2 separate regions of the Mus musculus genome follow, and region 1 is linked to region 2. A link is a contact called in public Hi-C data. All regions are on one chromosome and are shown on one strand. Each heading gives the region's core, a stretch centred on a gene start, on an enhancer-like site or on the middle of the called end of the contact. The rest is flanking DNA. Distances are from core to core; before and after follow the strand shown.

Region 1 (3,125 bases), core at 434-2,933, 120 kb after region 2:
TGACCTCACTACCCTCCCCTCTTGACTAACTACATAAGACTATAGTTATATAGTTAACATTTTCCTAGAAAGCTTCCAATTCCAATCAATTTCTGTTATTTGTTTGTTTGGTTGTTTTGGAGGCCTGTGCTGGTCTGAAACTAGGAGACATCTTCCTGCCTCTGCCTCTTGAGTGCTGAGACTGCGGCATGCTCCACCACACCCAGCAGTGATCATAACTTACAGTACTGATGTCTCTTCTTTTCAAATGTTCCCCTTCCCCTTCAATGTGTGTGTGTGTGAGTGTCTTATGTTGGTGTGTGCATATGCATGTGGAGGCCAGAAGCTGACAGCAGGTTGTCCCTCAATATTATATTCTATCTCATTTTTAAGGCAGGATCTCTCCCTGAACCTGGAGCTCACTGTACCAGCAAGCCTGGCCAGCCAGCAGTCTTCGGGAATGACACCCTGCCCGCCTGTGTTCTACCTCATGGCCCACTGCTAGAATTACATGCACTCTACTGGGCGGCCTTTCCCAGGAGTACTGAGCCTAGGCCCTTGTCCTCCCATTTGCAAAGCTAGCATTCTAATGGCAGGGCTATCTCCCTGATCTCTTCATCTCTGATATTCCTGCCACATCAACTGAACTCCTGAAAACACCTGAATGGTTCTCTCTAGCCTGCCACCACAATGCCGCCTCAAAACTGTGCCAGAAAAAGCTATAGAGCTTTCAGTCTGAGGTTCCACAAAAGCCACTACTGTAGAATATGGCCCTGCCCGAGGCGACAGTTTCACCCACAAGATGAAAAAGGTGGCTCACATCAGTGGTTTCTCAGTACTGTAGCCTGTGAGCCCAGGGCTGTCAGGAGAGAAATGCCACGGGTCACCACAGGAGCAAGAGAAGCAGGTTAAGCTCAGAGAGGCCAGCCTTCACACTCAACCTTCCGTGGGCATCAGAGTGAGAACAACGAAAGAAACAGTCCACATTAACTCTCTTAAAGCAGAGGACACCAAGGAATTGTCTCTGGATTTGTTCAAATAAACATGCTGGTACTGAAGGCCAGCTGAAATGTAAGGACATAAGAAGTATCTAATTGGTAGCTGCTGCCGTGGGTGGAAACCGCACACCAGGGCGACCTGAGCCTGCACAACTTCTGAGTCTTCCAAGTGAGTGGCGCCTGCAGCTTCTGAATCCTGGGCTTGAGTTCTGACCGGGCTTCTTTCACAGAGACTTACACTCCACTTGTTAACTTTGTAGTATCTCTACTGTGTCCAGCCTCCCCACCCCCACCCCCAATCTTTCTGCACACTGCAGAGGATGTCTGAGCGCTCAGATAGACTCCCCCAGCAAGTGTGTGGCCTGGGAAGCCTACAGCATGCAGTCCAGCTTTCTCCAACATCTCTCAGGGCAGACGGGGTATCACCCCACCCCAGAAGTTTGTGCCTACTGATAAGCACCCCTCCCTAGAGGCAAACAAATCACAGATTCTTGGGGCAGTCATCACCCTCCCCAGAGTCTCCCTCCTCCTCCCTTCCTATAAGAAAGGTGTCTTTCAAGTCTATCTACAGGGAAACCTGAACAGTTAGGCACTCTCCCTCCCTGTTTGCTCCTTCTCTGGCTGGAGACGCCCACCTTCCTGGCTCCCCGCTCAGCACACTGAGGTGCTCTGTTCTGCTCAGTGGCAGGAGGCCACGTCAGCAGGAAGCAGCATTGGCTGCCAGGTCACATTCAAGGCTGTCTGGAGCAGGGCAGCCCGCAGCCTAAGACAGAGGCTGCCTCTGTGGCTTTTCTCCAGCCTAGAGGAAGGCAGCCTCTGAACATTACAGCAACAAGAGCTTAAGGGGAGACACCAAACACCTTGGTTCTGTCTCCCCGTTTCTAAATGTTCCCCAAATAGCTGTAGTTACAGTAATCCCCCCTCTTTTTCCCCTCAGAGCACTCACTGTACTACTTCCAAATTTGTATTTGGAAAAGGCTGCCACAAGCCAAATCAAACTTCATCGTGGCTTTCTGGCTCCCGAGCCCGACAGAGGAAATTCTACAAACCCAACCGACCAATCTCAGCAGCCCTGATAGGCATGAGTCAGGGTGGAAAACTTGACCTAAGGGGCTGACGCAGAACAGTGGTCAGTGCGGGTCTTTCTTCTTTCTTCTGAACTCACACAGTAAATACTGTATACAAAGAAGCCATGTCAGATGCCAGGTGACACCTCACAGGACGGATTCATGACAAGCAACAAGTCAGCCACCCTGTTCAGACACTCTGAATGAAGGACAATCCCGTATTCATGAAGCTGCCTCATTAAAGTCCAAATCGAACCCATCTGTGGCAACCAATATGTGCTAGACCAGCAAATGCAAAGATGAGCGATGGAAGTCTCTAGAAGCTTTATAACGTAAAAGACAGATTTTACAAAGAGGCTAGGTAAAACATAATAGATACAACCCGTAACACTGACAAACATGCCCCCTCACACAGCACGCCCACTAAGTGTAAATGTGGCTACATGTCAATATGTATATACTTCTGGAGGAGGAGGAGGAGGAGAAGGAGGAGGAGGAGGACGAGGACGAGGATGAGGACGAGGACGAGGAGGAGGAGGAGGAGGAGGAGTTGGGCTTGGCAGTACTTGTCTAACTCCAGAGCAGGTTGGTGGAGGACACAGGCAGGGGCATATTCCTCTTGCTCTCTGCTTTAGTGAGACTCTACCTCAAGAAACAAGGTGGACAGCAGTAAAGGAAGGCAATGCTGGGCTTGGGTGCCATAGAATATGGGCTTCTACATGTGTTCAAAGATGATAATGCCTAAACAAACCAGTCATATTTCTGCAACTGGGATGTAGAAACAATCCAAAACAATTCCTTTTTTGTTTAGACAAACACAAACATATAAAATGATTATGCAAACACCAAATTAAAAAAGACACACAGCAGTTTGTGATTTTGAAGTCTAATTAAATCTAGATGAGAGACTGAAAAATCAACTTAGTCTCTTTTCTTGATACCAAGGAATATCTTTCTCTCAGTTTAACATCTTTTGTGGGAAGGACAGCTTGCTGTAGACAATGGTGACTCAGTTCAATAGATGGTCTGTTTTCCTTGACAGTTTGTAAACTAAAGTGTTTTAAAATCAGTGGCATAGAGG
Region 2 (3,036 bases), core at 441-2,940:
CTCCCTCCCATCCTCCTTCCTGCTAGGTCAGCTTGCAGACTGCAAGAAGTTTGGAGTTTTGGTGGGTCTAGCCCAGACGACAGGGTACAGACGTATGTGAAATTTTAAGTAACTGGCAGAGCTTTCAGGAGAATCCAATTCTATGAAAAGAGCTACATGAACCACAGCTCATGACTGGCTGTCCTTCATTAGCCGGCCTGGGAATAGCTTGCCCACTGCCATTCTCACAATCCCCAGGGTGGGATCTTTGGGTCATGGTCTTCTCCCATGTCATTGCTGACTCACAGGACCCCAGACGTTCTCTGGCTCTCAGTTTTCTGTGGAGCCCAGAACAGACAGCTGCCAGAGACAGTCTCTGGTGCGCATGCCTTTACACAGTTCCCTGGGAGTACATTTAAATAGAAGTTGGGCTGAATCCAGGAGCATAGTTATGTTTTCAGACAACTGAATGGAACAAGAAGGTATCTCTGTTTCCGAGTGACCTCTCTGGAAGCTGCTGGTCCCCCTGAGACCCGAATGCCACCCAAGCAGAGAGCATAGACATTTCAGTGATTCCCAACTTTAAGTTTGTAAGACCCCGGGGTCCCTCTGGTAATCTTCCGATTTCTTGTATTTTATCAAAAGCAATAGATTTTAGTTCTTCCCTTTGGAGAAGCTAGGTTTATATTAGCGTCGGTGAGCGTCTTTTTAAATGGATGCACATTTGCTGAGGCACTGAGCAACGGTGATGACCAGTCGGGTGCTAAAACTCTGAAAAGGTCACTGACCTGTGTTATCCCTGGCAGCCGGGAAGGAAAATAAAAAAGTTCAGATTCTAAGCCGGTTCAACCTTTTTCCTCTGCCCCACTAACACAGTCAATGTCAGCCACTGACTCTGAGCACACGGCCACCCAGCAGGGTGCGGAGAAGCCTGGCTACGCTGCTCCTCTCTCCCAAGCCCCCTCACCCCTCCACACTCCGGAACCATAAGCCTCCGGCACCTCCATCTATCTATCTGACGCGCTCTAACTACATTTTAAGATATCAAGACACAGAAATAATAAGGGTTGTAAAGGGTGATAATGAGCATCTATTTCCGTGAGAACAGCAACCGGTGAATAACAGGTTAAAGGCAGAGCCCACCCTAGGACCACGCTAGACGATGGTTATTTTTAGACAGTATACTGAAGCACTACATAGAGTTCAGGCTGTTAAAAATAGGAATCCTGATTGAGCTAATGACTAATTAGTGAAAATTAATGAAACCTTAATAGAGTATAGGACACAATATATTCTGGGACGCTTTAACTATATTTCAGCTTAGGACGAATGCAAAAGAACTCAATCCTACTTTATCTCTAAAGCTTCAAACTGCATTCTGAAGTTTACAAAATTTGTAAAAATGCACTAAAGTAGTAGAAAATGGAGGTGTTTTAAGTATTTCTATCACTTGTGATACATCAGGAGATACATTTACCAAGGTCCTGAGAAGGTGCCCACTCCGGACCTGGCAGACCCTTCCTTCTACCTTTTCCGCTTGGCTTGTATGGCAACTTCTGATGCATCCTAACCAGGTTCACACAGTGATTACACAGGAAGCCACACCCCATTGCAAAACGGAATATTTGAAAGGGCCACTGCCTGCCGTGAACATTATTTTTGGCACTTTGAACTACCCACCTTCCACTGCAGGGTAAGTGAACTTTTGCTCCTGTGTGCCAGCTTGGGAGGGAAGGGACATTCTGGTGCGCAGCTATGGGTGGTGAAGCTGACTGGCTCGGAGCAGGATCCCTTGACAGAATTGTACACGGCATATACCCTGCAAAGGAAACAGACAGACAGGGTGAGCATCGACACCTGAGACCCGAAAACAAGCTTCTGATCTCTGCCTCATCCACAGGCTTCACGGCTGAGCCAAGCGCCTTACCCAAGAGCACTCTGTGGCCTTGCCCTGACCTAGCCCTGGGCAACTACAGGGACAACCATCTCATTAGGTATTCCGTTCAGTGAGTCCCTCTCAGTCCCACTGCAATGGAGGTAACTCTGCTGACTGGAGAAGAATGTTCTACATAAGAAAGTGACCTTCAGTCCCTGAATAGCTTCCATACATACATTCTAAAAACCAACAAGCTTGACTTGGCCGTCTAGGAAGGCTTAAGTAGTACAGTAGTGGGTGTGAGTGGGTGTGAGTGAAACGTGACATTGCGTACTGACCGGAGCGCATAGGCTGCAGAGAACGTACAGAGGAACAAGGCGATAGGTGAAAGACACCTCAGAACTGCTCAGGCATGGTGTACACTGAGCTAAAAATACAGGTGCTCTACCCTAGAAACCTGCTGGCTACTGCCAAATGCATCTCTCTCCAATTCAACAAAGCCAGGGTTCCCACACAGTGCATGTACACGCCTACTTAATGTCCAGACGCAGCACCAAGATTAATGCTTTTCTCTCTGCACTCTGAAGCACTTGGCTCAGCATCCACATGTGCCTGACTGTAGGGTCAAAAAACAAAAAACAAAACCAAAAGGCAACAGGAGAATGCGTCCTGTATTTGTGTCACCTGCCCTGGGGAGGACATCATAGCGTGAGGCAAATGAATGATACTGATTGTGACGATGCTCCTGCCCAGCCCAGCCGGGCAGAGCAAAGGCTGCCTGCCCTGTGCACACAGTTGAGGAGGGATGTGAAGGGCCAAACGGGCATGGCAGTGATCCAGCAAGATCACTGCTGTGTCAGGATAGACTCAAATGAACCGTACTTTGTTCTAGACAGGGTCAGGCTCTAGCTTACATTTTATTATATTAGAATTCCCCAGCTGAAGTCTTAATGGTTGTACTTAGACCAGGATACATGTGTGCTGTTGGAAAGGGACCTGGTGTCTTTAAATACAAGAGCCACTTACACATTTTAGGATGAGACTAAGATCACCACAAAGGGGGACAATGAGATCCTGAGCACAGCAGTGCATGCCTCTGATTCTGTCTCGGGGCAATCTGAGTTTGAAGGTGCCTGGGCTATTGTCTTAGTGATGTTCCTTGTCAACTTAGCACAAGCTGG

The links. Hi-C and Micro-C count contacts between places; a contact is called where the count stands out from the background.
Region 1: a contact with region 2 is called in a Hi-C map of liver, with 2.8 times the contacts expected there. The contact joins two enhancer-like sites. A contact is called at or near these places in 4 of 484 Hi-C or Micro-C datasets (cerebellar granule neurons, liver and nephron progenitors) and 2 of 115 datasets of contacts at active chromatin or transcription factors (embryonic stem cells and extraembryonic endoderm stem cells).

Annotation. Positions count from the first base shown.
Region 1 is chr3:27,605,933-27,609,057 of GRCm38.p6, forward strand. The region is part of intron 3 of Fndc3b (fibronectin type III domain containing 3B); the gene reads right to left. Among named protein-coding and RNA genes, the nearest start is that of Mir3092, 22 kb to the left of the region's middle. Within about 2 kb of position 1,684, at least 221 of the 459 cell types and tissues checked have an H3K27ac peak or open chromatin away from gene starts, as enhancers often do. A contact at or near this core is called in liver, where this site is marked.
Region 2 is chr3:27,489,366-27,492,401 of GRCm38.p6, forward strand. It overlaps Fndc3b (fibronectin type III domain containing 3B), which reads right to left. Exons shown (of 26, transcript NM_173182.3): 10 at 1,660-1,798. Among named protein-coding and RNA genes, the nearest start is that of Gm32738, 8.4 kb to the left of the region's middle. Within about 2 kb of position 1,691, at least 15 of the 459 cell types and tissues checked have an H3K27ac peak or open chromatin away from gene starts, as enhancers often do. A contact at or near this core is called in liver, where this site is marked.